2 separate regions of the Canis lupus genome follow, and region 2 is linked to region 1. A link is a contact called in public Hi-C data. All regions are on one chromosome and are shown on one strand. Each heading gives the region's core, a stretch centred on a gene start, on an enhancer-like site or on the middle of the called end of the contact. The rest is flanking DNA. Distances are from core to core; before and after follow the strand shown.

Region 1 (7,824 bases), core at 1,635-4,134:
AAAAAAAAAAAAGACTGATTTCCTTATGTCACTTAGGCTTAGTGATTCAGAATTTCTGAAGTAGAAGCTTAGGAATTTGCCTTTTTATAAATCTTCTTAGATGATTTGGAAAGCATCCTGATGTGGGAGCAACTGTTCTAGCCTGGCTCACCTTATCCTGAACAGGTGTTGGATAAATAAGTGTCAAATGAATGCGTGCATGCTACCCATGTAAGTATATACACATAGGGACATAAACTTCACTTTTTCCCCCAACAGTGAAATGCACACATCTTCAGTGTACATGGAAGATACTTCTTTTAGGAGAAATCTTTTTGAAGATTTTATTTTTAAAGTTATCTCTACACCCAAGGTGGGGCTTGAACTCACAGCCCCAAGATCAAGAGTCACATGCTCCACTGACTGAGCCAGACAGCTACCCCGAGGATGTCTGATTCTTGAGAAGGGAGACGAAATAGGAGGTGATTTTAGGGCCTTTTACTTTTGTGCACTAAGGGAAATAAAATGATAACATAGCACTCTTCAAATGACTTGGTCACTGACATGAGCAGATTTAGGATGAAAAATTATTGCTTGAGAATTGCAGGACTAGATATGCTCCTATCAGTGTCATCTAATAAAAAGAGGGTAACATTTTAAAGTCAAAAACAATGATGAACGGGGCAATAAACTCTTATTAATGATCCTTCAGTGACCTGAAAATGCAAATAAACTTCTTCCAGGATCTAATTTTGGATTGAAAACTCCTAAAGCATTATTCTTTATTTCCTTGTCCCATCCTATGCTATTAGAGCTCAATCTCGAATATACAGCCCCAAGAACATGAATGTCAAGCCCACTGTTCTGAATTCCGGTAATTTCCCTTGCTTTTCTCTCAACATTTAAATTCATAGAAATTTCGACATCCTTTTGTGAGCAAGGACTAAATGACTCAGGGAGCTTGCTCTGCAGAACTGGAACTTACACAGTCACTTGATACTGTTTCCATATGTACTTGGACAGAAAGTATGCACTTGGTAACCTGTTGCTTCACACAGCTTTCACCTTTTAAGTCTCTTCCTGCTTTTTCACTATTGTACATTCACTTTTCATTGAATCACGTAAATTGGTGAAAGTGAGACAGGTTTGTAATATCCACACATGATGGAGAAGAAAACGGAATCACCGGGTGGCTGAAACAACAGAAATTTCTTTTTGGGAGGCTGGGAAGTCTGAGATCATGGTGTCTGCTGATTTCTCTCCTGGATGCTTGCTCTCTCCTCTCCTCCTGCTGTGTCCTCGTATGGGTAGCTCTCTGGGGCCTACTTCTAAGGGCACTAATCCCATCACAAGGGCCACACCCTCATGACCCCATCCAATCCTCATTACCTCCGGAGGGCCCCACCTCCTAACACCATCACTTTGGGGGTTAGGGCTTCAACCTGAATGAACTTTGGGAAGGACACAAATAGTCACAGCAAGTGTTCCAGAACAAAGACCAGAACCCAGCATCATTGGTTTCAGTGTCACTGCAGAAACATGACATAGCTCAGTTCTTATCAGTGGCATAACAGAGGTATGCAAATAACCAAGGGAGCAGGTGCCTTGTTGGGAAACAGCACTCAGCCAGGGATGACATTACATCCAGTGGACTCAGGAAGAGTGACAATGTTTTCAACAGGTAGGTATTGGAGAGAGGACATTGCAGGCACAGAAAGGGCTCTAAAATGGAAAGGTGTGGGTTGTCTTTGGGAAACAGGGACAGAGCCTATTTAACCACCAAGAACTGGGCACATCAGGCAACAAGGCTGGAAAATCCAGGGTTCTTCTCACTACCCCACTGTTTACTCTGCGGACACTGTCTCTTTCTTTTCACTGTCTGTTTCCTAGAGTAGAGACCCTGTTCCCTACTTATTTGGTTGAACCTAAAGGGACTAGCAAGGGCTCTGCAAAGGGTGGTGTATAAATCACACGGCTATTGAAAGGAAACAAAGCCAGCAGTGCCCTCGCAGTGGCGAGGCCGTGCCAGTTGTGAAATGGGGCAGCAGAACGTTTTCCCAGTCGAAGTGGAAATGCAGTGGGGCAAGAAAGCAGGGAAGCAGGTCTCCTGCAGGGATCTTAAACTAAATAAGGAGGAAAGACGATCTTTGCCTAAAACACGGGAGGAAGGGGACCTGGGCTTTAGGGTCATCGTGGTCCTTGCACCCCTGGGCTCGGGCGGTCGGGAGAAGGCCTAAGGACCAGAGGTCAAAGGCGTGGAGACAGCGCCCAGCTCGGGGACGGGGACGGGGACGGGAGCGCCGATGCTCAGCCCCGCGCAGGGTCTGGGGAGGAGGAGGGCTCGCTCGTGCAGCGTGAGCCTGCCTGGGCTCCGCACAACAACATCAAAATTGTTGAAATTATGTTTTTAATACAACCATTTCCAGAACCTCGGACGGTAGTGCCCAAAGGAATCTGAAAAATACCCCGCGGGGCAGGGGAGCGGGGCGTGCCCCGAGTCGGGAGGCTGCAGGCGGCCGCAGCGGCGCAGCGCGGCCCGAGGAGCTCTCCCCGGGCGGGGGCCGAGCCTCCCGGCCTCCCGGGCTCCCGGGCTCCCGGGCTCCCCGCCTCCCCGCCTCCCGCAGCCGCGGCCCCCGGCCCCTGGCGCACACCCCCTCGCCGCGCGGCCGCGGGGTCCCGGGCGGGGGCGGGGCCGGCAGCGGCGGGGGCGGGGCCTGGCGGGGCTCGCGGTCGCGGCGGGCGGGAGGCGCAGGCTGTTCAGTCTCCTGATTGGGCCTGGGCTGGGCAAGGGGCGGCGCCTTGGGGCGGCTCTGCGGGCCGGCATTGGGCGCCGGGCAGAGGGGGCGTGGTCCGGTGAAGTCAGTTCCGGTTGGTGTAAAACCCCCGGGGCGGCGGCGCCCGGGCTTCAGATGCTTCTGGGTCGCGGCGGGGAGACGTCCCGAGAGCTCGCGTGCGCGCCTGGGAGTCGAGCGCTAGAGCGACCCGGCGAGGGATGGCGGCCCCCGGGACCGCGGCCGCCTCGGCCACCGGCAAGCTCCTGGTGCTGCTGCTGCTCGGGCTCACGGCGCCTGCCGCGGCGCTGGCCGGCTACATCGAGGTGGGGACCGGGCGGGCGCGGAGCGCGGCCTGCGGGCGGGCCCCGGGGGCCGGGGGCGCGGGGGTGGTCGGCGCTGCGGCGGGCTGAGCGCGCCTGCCCCGCCCGCCCGGCTTGGCGCGGCGCTTGGCGCTGGAGGTCGAGCCGCCTCCGCCGCCGCAGAGGCCAAATGAAAGGCATCGGGGCGCAGGGGGGCGCGCGGGGGGAGCTCCGGGGCTCGGGGTGCGCGCGGGGGCTCAGGGGGCGCAGTGCGTGCGGGGGGGCGCGCGGAGGGCGCGGGCCGCCCCCATCCCCAGCCCCATCCCCAGCCCCATCTCCAGCCCCATCCCCAGCCCCATCCCCAGCCCCATCCCCGCCCCCAGCCCCATCCCCATCGCCATCCCGCCCGCCGCGCCGCCGCCTCCCCGGGGGACCTCTGCGCCCTGCGGCCCCGGGCCCGATGCGGGGGCCCCTGCACCCTGCACGCCGCGGACGCCGCCTTTGTTGGCGGGCTGCCCCTGCACGGCCGCGGGGCCCTGGGGACGCTCGGGCCGCCCCGGGAGCAGCGCCGGCACCGGGCGGCGGGTGCGCCTCCCGCGCCCCCCGCGCCCCCCTCGGGAGGACCCGCCGCGCGGGCACCAGGCCTCGGGCGGCTTCGGCCTCGCGGACCCGGGAAGGGCCTCTCCCGCGCCGGCCTTGCCCCCCCTTTTCAGTGGGTTCCAGCGACGACGAGAGGAACCGACGAATACGCCGTAAAAACTCTGGTTTCATCCTACTTTTTTTTTTTTTCTTTTTTTTTGGGGGGGTGGGGTGGGGGGTGTTCGGAGTTAAGCAGCAGCTGCGATGCATCGGACAAGCCCAGAAACCTTCGTGCTCCGCGGTGGCTCAGGAGCCGGGATGCGCGGCGGGGCCGGGGTCGCCGGGGTCGGGGAGGGGCCCACGGCCTGGCCCGGACCCTGCGGCTTCGTGAAACCCTGTGTGTTCCTGAGCGAGACGTGCAGCTTTTATTCTTCCTTGCCTTCTCGAAATAGTGCTTGAACTGTTGGACCCGAATGGGTCTCTGATGTAGCTTTTTTTTCTCTTTTTTTCTCCTTTTTCTCCACTCTTCACTATTTCTAAAATTACAATGGATTTCTGCACGTTTGGCTAATTTCAGAGAGAAGGGATTGCATGACCTAGGCATCGGCCGAGAAGTTTCCAGTAACAACCCCAAGTTAGAATGTGTTCTACAGAATGTTCAGACATCTGCAGGGTCAGATACGTCTAATCAAGAACACACCTCCGCTGCGGCGGCTTAAAACGTTTGTATTCATCCTGCTTAAAGCTTTATGATTCTTTGCAGGAAGGGGGAAGGGAAGTCGTATTGTAAGTAGAGTTAATGTTTATATACACATGTTTGTAGACCATTATTTTTGTTTCCACACAATGGTTAGATTTCTATCTGTGATCCCCCGATGGGATGTTGCAAGCTAGGTCAGCAGGATGCGAAAGGAAGGAAAAAAAAAAAAAGGATTTTTGTCTGGAACGTAGAATTTTTAGTCATGGTGTCAAAAACCATCCTGCTCCCTCTTTTCCCTCACTTCCCCAGGGGATTCGTAGTTTAAGGCGCCAGTAGATGCACAGTAAAGGATTGGTAGGTTTTAAAGACTAACGTCCTTTCAAGTTTAAGCAGAATATTAACACCTGTATGTGTGCCTGCAGAGAAGGAAAAACCAGTTGTGGATTAAATTCAGTTGTTACCCACAACGTTGTTCCATTGAAAAGGCTGGCTAGTTAGAAGGTAGGAATTAGACATTTCCCTAAAATGGTTTATAAGTGCTGTTTTAGGCTGACTTCTGTTCTTTGGAACTGTATTTTTGACCTCACTAAATGATCTTTCAGATAATTTTTCCTTTCGTCAAGTGGGCAAAATTTTACTTGTGCATGTTTCGTTTCATTTCATTTATTTGCTGTCAGGCAAAGGACTGCTGCCTAAACCTTGATTTAGATGAGAATGGCCTAAATCGGGATGTCTTTGGGAAGGTCTTTATTGAGATTAGCCAAAGGGATTCTAGCCAAATCCCTGATCAAGTTGCTTGGCGCAGAATTATTGATTGGCGAATCTTTAGTGTTGCTTGGTGTGGACTGAATTAATCTCTTACACCTGTTTAAAAAGAAAAACCTGCCTCTGTACCGAGGTCATCTCTTTTAAATCCGGGATATGTTCTGTTGTGTGCATGTTCCCATTCGGGATTCTCCGACGGTATTTGTGCTGAAACTCTGCACTCTGTAACAATGGACATTGATGCTTCCGAGAGCCAGAACTCGGGTTCATTCTGCTACATTTAAAAGAGGGCCGTTTGACAGACAATTTTCAGGAACCTCAGATAACAAGGTATGACAACTGACTTAGAAGATAAAGAAGGCTTTGTGTTGGTATTCTGAGTGGTATAGGGAATGTCTGATTATGATTTGGGGAGATGCCAAGGCTTCTGATAGGATTAGCAGTCATCATTTTATCATGACTACTAAAAATCTTTTGATAAATATGATAAATTAAGTCTTAGCAATCAGGTCCTTCTGTCATAGAGGGATTTTGTTTCATTATCTAAAATTGGGCTATATGACAGTTTAAAGGCATGTGGCTACTGAGCTTGCAGTATGATTGCGGGAAGGAGTTTTCCACTTTATTTAATTTTAATTAATTTAAGTTGACATTTAAAACTGATAGTTCAGGGACTGGAAAACTTTTAGCTGTTTTTGATAGAATTTGGTTATGTGGATCTACTTTTTGAACTGTACATTTAATGAAATCTAAATGCAGATCAAGTATTTCCTATGCAAATTTAGCATCTGAAATGCATTGTACTGTAACATGCACACCAGATTTTGAAGATTTACAATGAAAAAAATTGTGAAATATCTCAGTAATTTTTGTATTGATGATGACATCGAAATGATGGAATTTGAAACCGTGGCTAAGTAAAATATGTTAAACTTAGTTTCACCTGTTTCTTTAATCTTAATGCGGCCACCTGAAAATACAACATATATAGCTCATATTATACTTCTTCTAGACGATGCTAATTTAATGTCTTGCCTGAAATTGATCGAGCATGCTTTTAAATGTTTTTTAGGACAATTTTAAGTGTCATTTTTTTGGTTACTTTTTTCAATTAAAAATGTTATTTAAAAAGAAGTTCAAACTTACAAAAATAGCGAAAATGGTACAAATAACTCTCATACCCGGAATCACCAGTTAATGTTTTTCCTATTCAGCATTTGCTTTATTTTTTTATTCTATTCTTATGTATTTTTTGAAGTATTTATGAGTTCCATTCATCCTGCCCCTTAATTCCTTCACTTTATATTTCCTGAGAACCAAGGAAATTGTCTTACGTGTTAGTACAGTTATCGATTTAAGGAAATTTGACATTGATATGATGTTAAAATCAAATCTGTCCATATTCCAGTTGTCAGTTGACCCAATAATGTTTTTTATAGCATTCAAAAACATAGTTATTTTTAAAGCTGAAGAGCTTAGAAGTCTTGGCAGTAAAATGTGAAGGGTTATTCATGTTTTCCAAATATAAAAAACAGATTTTTAAAAAGGATTTATTTATTTATTATTTTAGAGGGGGCAGAGGGAGAGGCAGGATAAGGGAGAGAATCTCCAGCAGACTCCCCACGGAGTGGGGAGCCTGTTTGGGGGCTCAGTCTCATGACCCTGAGATCATGACCTGAGCCCTAAATCAAGACTCGGTTGCTTACCTGACTGACCAGGTGCCCCTAAGAATCAGATATGTTTAACTTATCTGATGTTTTGACTTTGGAAAATCAAAGCTTAAGCCTTTCAAGATCTTTAATTATGTTTTTCACCCTTTCTGAATTCTTGGGCTTCTGTACTTTTTTTTTTTTTTTTTGGTAAGATTTTATTTTTAAGTAATCTCTACCTCCAGTGTGGGGCTTGAACTTAGAACCCTAAGATCAAGAGTCACATGGTCTGTTGACTGAGCCATCCAGGCTCCCCATTCTGCACTTTTTCTTTCTTTCTTTAAAAATTTTATTTATTTATTCATGAGAGAGGCAGAGACACAGGCAGAGGGAGAAGCAGTCTCTATGCAGGGAGCCCGATGCAGGATGCAGGACTCGATCCCTGCAGCTCAGAATCACGCCCCGAGCTGAAGGCAGGTGCTCAACTGCTGAGCCACCCAGGGGTCCCCACATGTTCTTTTTGACATAACAGAAGAAAAATTTTATAGGTAGTACACATTCATTGTAAAATTTAAAAAATACAGATGAATAAAAAGGGAAAAATAATCTCAAAACGTATCTTCCAGGGAAACCTCACTGTAAACATGATGTATACCTTAGTAGATCAAGTACATATATTTCGTAAAACTGGCATATATTGCATATTGGAGTTGGTACCTAGCAGTTATTACTTTGAGTTGTCCTGAAATGAATTACTGTAAGAAAATCAAGTTTTCTGTCTGATAAAAGGTAGGGATAAATCTTTGTACAGTAATTGTAGTTTCTGGGGGTCATTTGAGAGAGAATTTGAAATTGTCTCTATTCCAATTTTCAAGAGTTGTTTTTTAGTGAGATAAAGTAGATTACCTTGATGCTTAATTAAATTTAGTATTGTATACCTTGATCTATGGCCTAAGATGGAAAGTGGACCATATCGGCCCATTCAAATAGAAATAGGTTCTAAAAAAATAAAAATAAATTAAAAAAAAAAAGAAATAGGTTCTAGTCCTTTGTACAACTAATTATTTTTGCTCAATTTT
Region 2 (7,824 bases), core at 2,147-4,646, 160 kb before region 1:
CATAATACGTGTGCCATGGCCATCTCCACATGGACCCAGTTCCAGGGGATCCGTCAGCATATGGTCCAAGGAATCCATTGTTTATGTGCCACAGATAATCTAGACAAATACACGCAGTCATACCTCCAGATAGAAAGGCAGGCTTCCCAGGGATCTGATTGATACCGATGCTCCTTCAGAAAGTATTCTGACTCAGATAGTAGTCAAACTCAAATCTAGTTTTATACCTTATCTTCATACCCTCACTACAGCTACACACCTCTTCTCTCTTCTATCACAGCATTCTCATCTCAATCTTCAAATCTTTTCTAGTTCGGCCTCTTGTTCCTCAGAATGCTCCTAGAGTAACACCCAAATTTACAGAATTTCTTATACGTTCATTTCACAATGAAGCAAAATGAGACTTGGAGATTAAATGATAAGCAGATCAGAGTTCATAACTTTGACTTCTCAGGCCAATAATCTACCATAAAATAATTTCTTGGGGCACCTGGGTGGCATCTGCCTTCGACTCAGGTCATAACCCCCAGGTCCTGGGATTGAGCCCTACATTGGGCTCCCTGCTCAGCCGGTAGCCTGCTCCTGCTTCTCCCTCTCCCTCCGTCCCTCCCTCTGCTCATACTTGTGCACACTCTCTCTCAAATAGATAAAAATCTTTTAAAAAAAATTTCATAAAAAAATTTAACTATTACTGTTGGTCTTTTTAGTAATCCTCCGTTGTGCTTGCACAAAGAAACATCACCCATATAGACTAGTAAAGCTCAGACACTAACAGTAAGTTTTTTAATGAGGGCCTATTAAGTGCCGGACCTTTTCACGCATCTCATTTAATTCCTACAACTTGCAAGACAAGATCTTCAGATCTATTCCACAGACATTAAAACTGAGGATCAAAGTAGATATATAACTTACCCAATCTCAGGGTAATGAATGAATGAAACTCAAGTCTGCCCGACTACACACACACATTTTTAACACTACACCTCTTGTATAAACTCTCAGTTGGAATTATGAAAGAGGAGTATGTTAGTATGACTTTAGTCCACATAAACTCTGGGGTTTCCAAGCACCTGACCGACCACAACAGCCAGTAAACATAGTAGCCAATCTACCAACTAAAGGTCCATCTGAGGGCAGCCCAGATGGCTCAGCAGTTTAGCACCGTCTTTGGCCCAGGGCATGATCCTGGAGACCCAGGATTGAGACCCACATCAGGCTCCCTGCAGGGAGCCTGCTTCTCCTTCTGCCTGTGTTCTCTGCCCTTCTCTCTCTCTGTGTCTCATGAATAAATAAATAAAATCTTTAAATAAATAAGTAAAAATAAAGGTCCATCTGGTATTTATAACCACGTAAATGTAATGCTACTTTTCTCCTTCCTGTAATAACTGAACACTGCTGGTCATCTTTAGAAATAGACATATCAAAACATCTTTACAGGGGTGCCTGGGAGCATCCAACTCTGGGTTTTGACTCAAGTCGTGATCTCAGGGTGGTGAGATCAAGCCCCAAGTCGGGCTCCACGCTCAGTGAGGAGTCTGCTTGAGACTCTCCCTCTCCCACTGCCCCTTCTGCTTGTGCTCTCTCTTTCAAATAAATAAATAAATCTTTAAAAAAAAATCTTCAGAGAGCATCTTGTTAGGCAAATGGCAAGTATCATCTGTAAAGCTGAGGCCATAGGATTGAACACAGAGAGCATGAACTCAGTCACTCTACCACTCTGCTAAGTCAATTCTATCTCCTAGGCCTACCAAATGGACTAACAAGCACGATTAAATGAGGAAAAAAAAAAAAAAAAAAGACTTAAGAGTCAAGGTGCCAAACTTCTAGCCCAATCTCGGTGACCTAAGGCAAACCTTACCTTGACAGGTGTCGATTTCCTTACTTGCACGACAAAGGGGAGCTGCACCAGGTCTTCTGTTATTTCCAACCTTGGAGTCCTACAATAAATAATCTCCAGATGGAGGACACTTTATATGACTTAATGCACTCATATAAGCCATCATAATTTTTTTTTTTTTTTTTTTATTTATGATAGTCACAGAGAGAGAGAGAGAGAGAGAGGCAGAGACACAGGCAGAGGGAGAAGCAGGCTCCATGCACCGGGAGCCCGATGTGGGATTCGATCCCGGGTCTCCAGGATCGCGCCCTGGGCCAAAGGCAGGCGCCAAACCGCTGCGCCACCCAGGGATCCCAAGCCATCATAATGTTAACGACTTCTGATTCCAAAACTCTTTTAAACGATAAAAAGCAGAGCTGTAATACTACTACTAAAATAAGTATGTTCCCACAAATTATTTCAAGTTCTATTTTAGAGATTTCAGATTTATGTAAAGATTCTGCAGCAAGATTAGTGCTGGGTAAAGCAGATGGGTCTCCAAACGACTGTGCTCCGTCACCTTTCAGTACCTGGGGATTTGCGGCATCCTCAACATTCTTGGTGCCTAAGGAACTGAAGCAGGTGAGAAAGCGCAGGGTGCGGGAGTCTAAGAAAACTTTAAAATAGCGAGATTTGCAGAAGGCAACCTGATGCTTAGAGCAAGGTCCTCTTTACAAACTGATGCAGAACAGGGTAAAAAGGGCAAAGCCAGGGTTCCAGTGACTCTTGGAGGAGGATCGCCCCCGTTTCCACAACTTGTTCGCAAGTTTCTTCGACTACGACAGACATGTAGCTGAATTTAATCTATTCGAGTGGCCACCTCGGCCCTGCTACTATTCTGAATGGGATCTCAAAATACAAGACAGCGGGGGGCTAGCCCGAGGGTCGGAACCCCGGAAGCCAAGGATTTCTGGGTCTTGCGGCGGCCGGGACCTGCGTACCGGCCCAGCGGGGGGGGCTCCCGCACCGGGGCCAGCCTTGCCCCCGGGACCCTCCCCAAGGTCCCCAACGCCCAAGCTCCACCCGGGGCTGCTTCCGGAGCAAACGCCGGCTCCCAACCCGCGGGCCTGCAGCTAACCCCGCCCCGCCCGCCCGCCCCTCCGAGGCCCCGCCCCCAGGCTGCACCTCCGCGCACACGGCCCCTCCCCCACGGGGGCGCCTAACCCTAACCCCGCCCCCGGCCGCCCGTGGCCCCGCCCCTCCAAGAGGCCCCTCCGCGCGCTCGGCCCCTCCCCCACGCCGCGCCTAACCCTAACCCCGCCCCCGGCCGCCCGGCTGCCCCTCGCCCGCCGCCCTGCCCCGGGCCTACGGCAGCCGCGACCCTCGGGGCCCGGCCGCTCGCTCTCCCCGCTGCCCGGCCACACGCCGACCCTCCCGCCGTCCCGGGCCCGCCCTCACCTGAGCCGCAGGCGCGGGTCCCCCAACCCGCAGCGCTTCTCGGCCCGCGGGCTCCGGGACGCGCTCGCTCCCGCAAGGCGTCTCAGTGCGTGCACGCTCCGGGCTCGGGCGGCGGAAGGGGCGGGGCCGCGCGGGGCGGGGCCTGGGGGCGGGGCCTGGGGGCGGGGCGGGGCCTGGGGGCGGGCGGGGCCGCGCGGGGCGGGGCCTGGGGGCCGGGACGGGGCCGCGCGGCTGGGTTGGGGTTGGGCTGCAGGCTGCGCGCGGCCTCTCGGTCTCACCTGCCGCAGAAGCTTGCGGAGCGCGGCTTTAGGGGCAGCCCCGGAGGCTCCGCGGCTCAGCGCTGCCTTCCGCCCGGGGCGTGATCCTGGAGACCCGAGATCGAGCCCCACAGAGGCTCGTGCATGGAGCCTGCTTCTGCCTCTGCCTCTCTCTCTGTGTCTCTCATAAATAAATAAAATATTTATGAAAAAAAAAAAAGAATCTCACTGTACTGAATAATAAAGGTACCTATTTTAAAAAAAACATAAAGTGCATCTTTACCTGGCCGGGAGCTGAGGCCCGTTTGCAGGGCGCGCCCCCTGTCCAGCCTGCGCTGAGCTGAGCACTCTCCAGCCCGTAGGTTCCCGGGCACTGCTCCTATTTTACAGCGGAGGAAACTGCAGCTTCGTTGAGTTTCAGGGAGGAAAACGCAGGCTCGGAGCCTGTGCCCCTGTCCCGGGCCCCTGGTGTTCGGAAAGAAAGCATACACACGTCGAAGAAATACGTTTAAAAACGTTCCTCTTGTGGACAATCCAGGCCGGTCCCTTTCTCGTTCACTGGGTCTTATTAGAACAGCTTCAGACGACTTGATCCACAGCCACTCCCTGCAGTCGTGCAGAGACCATCCTTTGGTCTCTCGACTGGATGGAAATACGTCTGGGAAGCTGCCAGGCGAAAACGAGCCTTCCTCCCTTGTTGGAAAATAGTGGTTTCCAGAGAAAGCCCAGTCTTTGCTCCCCTGCTGGCTGCCCACCTGCCCTTAGTCCTGCCTGTTAGACCACGGGAGGTTCTTGAGTTAGAAACCACCAAGTAAAGGGCAGGGGAACACCATTCCATAGTTGTCATCCCTAATTTCACTTACATTGTGTGCTAACCAGACCAGCGTGATCCAGAGTCAAAACATTGTAAATTGAAATATTAAAAAAAAAAAAAAAAAAAACGGGAGGGGTGCCTGCGTGGTTTAGTCGGTTAAGCCACAACTCTTGATTTCAGCTCAGGTCGATCTCAAGGCTGTGAGATTGAGCCCTACCAGGCTCTCTGGTCCTCCAGGAGTCAGTTTGAGACTCTTTCCCTCTGTCCCTCCCCCTCCAGCAATCGCTCTTTCTCTCTCTCAAATAAATAAAAATCCTTTTTAAAAAAACTAACAATCTCAGTAGTTCTTGTAGCTTCACGATACAAACAAGGAAGATGTTTATTAAAAAAAATATTTATTAATTTTTACACCTGCTGAGTAGCACAAGACTATTAACACTATAACTCACTGAATGTACAATAAATGTTCACATTTAAATAACAGGATAGGGTCAATATTTTCAACCTGCGGGTCAGCCTTAGCATCTCATGAAGTGCTTTTTAGCCCTAGATATCTTGAGAGTTTTTTGAAAGGATAATTCCAAATCAGAAAACAACTCAAGAAGATCAAAATAATAGGTTTTTCCAGAACAATAGGAATTTTACATGATGAAATGGCTATTTATGCGGACACAAATCAAACAATAAAAATGTAAAATCTGTATGTAACCTATTCCAAAATTTTCACACTGCACTGATTGAAGTCTAGCGTGCCGATATGTCCTAAGAGAGGCCACAATATAAACATTGGCTACATACATTTTTTTTCCATATTGGTCTACAGATGGCTCATAACCAACCATCTCTTCAAATCCAAGTCCTTTTGAAAAATCTATTAACTTGGAATGAACGTGGAGAATACCTAATCTTAAAGAAGTGTAGTTTGGCTTGACTGCCACCTGCATCTCTGGTTGATAACATACAAATTAGTTTTAGATCCTTTGCCTATTCCACATAAGTACAAAAAGAGAAAAAGGAAAAAAAAAACTTAAATGGGGAAAAAAAAACAAAGAGGTCCTTTCAAACCATTTCCGTCTGTGTATTTTACAACTTGAAATAACTGGCATGAAATGAACATTCCGTTCAGTGATAGTTTTCTCTTTTCATCAGTAAGTTACTCCTGAGGAAGGGGGGGGTACTTTGCTGGTTCAAATTAAGAAGGACCCAAAAGGGCCAGATTTAAGGTGTGAAAATTAAAACTGGACCTTTAGCAAAGTCTAATATTCTTCGTCTAGCAAGTCCGTCTAGACTGGACACGAGAATATTTACAATCGTTACATTGTAGGACGTTGGGATCCAGAGTCTCTGCTTTGTGACTCAGGTTCAATATTTTCTATTGAAAACATCAACGTGACATCTTTGTTACCAAAGATAGAGTCCAATCCCTAGGGTCTACACGTTTCCCAAGTAACTTTCTCAAGTTCTTTTAGGGCCCAAATTTTCAGGGATAACTAAATGAATGAGGTCTCAGAAATAAAGTGCAAAATCTACATATTAGTTCAGTTATTTCAACAGAATCATTTCCTTTTCAAAAAGGTATCTGTACTATAAAGAAGCTATTATACTTTAGTTTATAGAACCAGTTTTAACCCAGAAATGTAAATAAAATACATTAGTTAACTTCATTTGAAATAGAAGTTAGGTCTTTCTGTTCAGGAGTGATAAGTTCTATCACATGATAATTATTCTAAAAATGTGTTGGTATGTCATAAAAAGTTGCTAAAATACGTACTGATTTCTGTGATGATTTATGTGTACAATTGGAATGCAGAGTAAAAAGGAGGGAAACTTTTCCCCCCGTTGAATTCATAGCCAACAAGACAGCAAACAGGAACACATACAAGAAAAACTGTCACTGAGGCAGATTTTTTTCCCCTCCCAAATGACAGTGTAAGATGCATAAAGATTGGATTTCTCCCACATCCATTATAATTACCTTGACATACAAATGGTCCCCACATTTTAATTTTTCCCCTAAGTGTGAAGTTGGTCATCTTTCCAAAAGGTCCAGATGAGTTACAATATGTATAAGTTAAAAATGTTAAAAAAAAAAAAATGAGGGCCACCTTTCCACCTAACCTTAAAGAATGTTCATTTTAAGACAGCATAAGAAGTACTAAAATACACTGGATGATGTGAGAGTTGAATGTACACCTGATAAGAGCAAGGAACTTATCCTTTACCAATGAATGGTAAATGGATCCTGCAAGGCAGGACAAGGTTTCAGTGCTTTTCACTTTATAGATATGTAATTATCTGAGTAATTTTTCTTGGTATCGAGATTTCAAATACCTCCTTTTTAATACACCACAACCAGAGAAGGGGAGGCAAAATTTTTGTGTAGGAGTTTAAAATCTGCTGACATCAAACAAACCTTTTCTCTTACAGGGAGTCTACCACTGTGGAGTAATAAAGTAAGATCTCTCAGACCAGGAGGTTCTGGTCTAAGTGGCTGAAGGCCAGCATCTGTGCAAAGCACTACCAATAGTAGCCCAACAATAGTTTTTCCCAAAGAGGCAAGTTGTTGTTGTTTTAAATCAGCAATAAGAAAAATCTAGACGACAGTTTTTCCTTCAGAACATCACTATCAAGCCTCTATTTCATCATCTTTATTATTATATTCAATAGGCTCCCTTTGTTAAATTACTGAAAATGCAAACTCAGTAGATGAAGCAGTTCTGACAGAATAAAATGCCCCTCTCCTTTGGTGCCATGGCTTGGAATGAAGCGGTCCAGTGGCCATGGACTTGGCACATCCTTTCTCCACCTTTGGTACAAACGTGATACACCACTTAATATTTCCACAAAGGAAAAGTAAGGCCTATCAATGTGTTAAAAAAAAAAAAAAAAAACCAACTCAGGTAACAAGGTGAAATTTCTCCACCTTGAAATCCACTTTCCCCTGAAAGATCTCCATTCCATGGCAGAAGCTCCTAGAGTCAATTTGGTAAAGACGACGTTAATAAAAGAAGCCCAAGTGTGTGTAGAGTGTCAAAACTGTGGTTTCCAAATTCTTGAGTGAATGATAAATCTTAAAAAAGAGTTCCAAGTATTGGAAGCTTTCGGACTTATGGATGAGAAAAGACATGATGTGACCGCTGGATTCAAGCTCAAGGGTAGAAGAAGTTAAGGTTTAGTGATATGCACTTCACTGCTCCCATTCCCATTGGTGGTGGTTGTAATGATGTACTGTGTGGGCTGTTGTTGGCTGGTGGTCTGGGGGTCCAAGTCACTGTGTGAAGCTGCCGGAACCTGGACTCCTGCTGAGAGAGCAGAAGCTTGCTTTTCTTCCAATTCTGGTTGACTTTCTGATAACACATAATGACCCTGGGGGGGGGGGGGAAAAGATCTTTAGAAATCTGAAGTCTAACATGGGGGAGGGGGACGCTCTTGGTGGAGATAAAAAGTAATAGGAAAGGAAATGTTATAACATGACACCA

The links. A called contact is a pair of places that touch in the nucleus more often than the background predicts.
Region 2: a Hi-C map of blood shows a contact between it and region 1, with 1.9 times the contacts expected there. The contact joins the promoter of NFRKB here to the promoter of APLP2 in region 1. A contact is called at or near these places in 2 of 9 Hi-C or Micro-C datasets (both in blood).

The regions. Positions count from the first base shown.
Region 1 is chr5:4,811,798-4,819,621 of UU_Cfam_GSD_1.0, reverse strand. APLP2 (amyloid-like protein 2) reads left to right here and starts at 2,884. Exons shown (of 16, transcript XM_038535634.1): 1 at 2,884-3,076. The coding sequence starts at 2,972.
Region 2 is chr5:4,969,504-4,977,327 of UU_Cfam_GSD_1.0, reverse strand. NFRKB (nuclear factor related to kappa-B-binding protein) reads right to left here and starts at 3,396. Exons shown (of 27, transcript XM_038535647.1): 1 at 3,275-3,396; 2 at 1,859-1,951; 3 at 1-99. The coding sequence starts at 78. PRDM10 (PR domain zinc finger protein 10) reads right to left here. Exons shown (of 23, transcript XM_038535641.1): 23 at 4,724-7,711. The coding sequence ends at 7,511.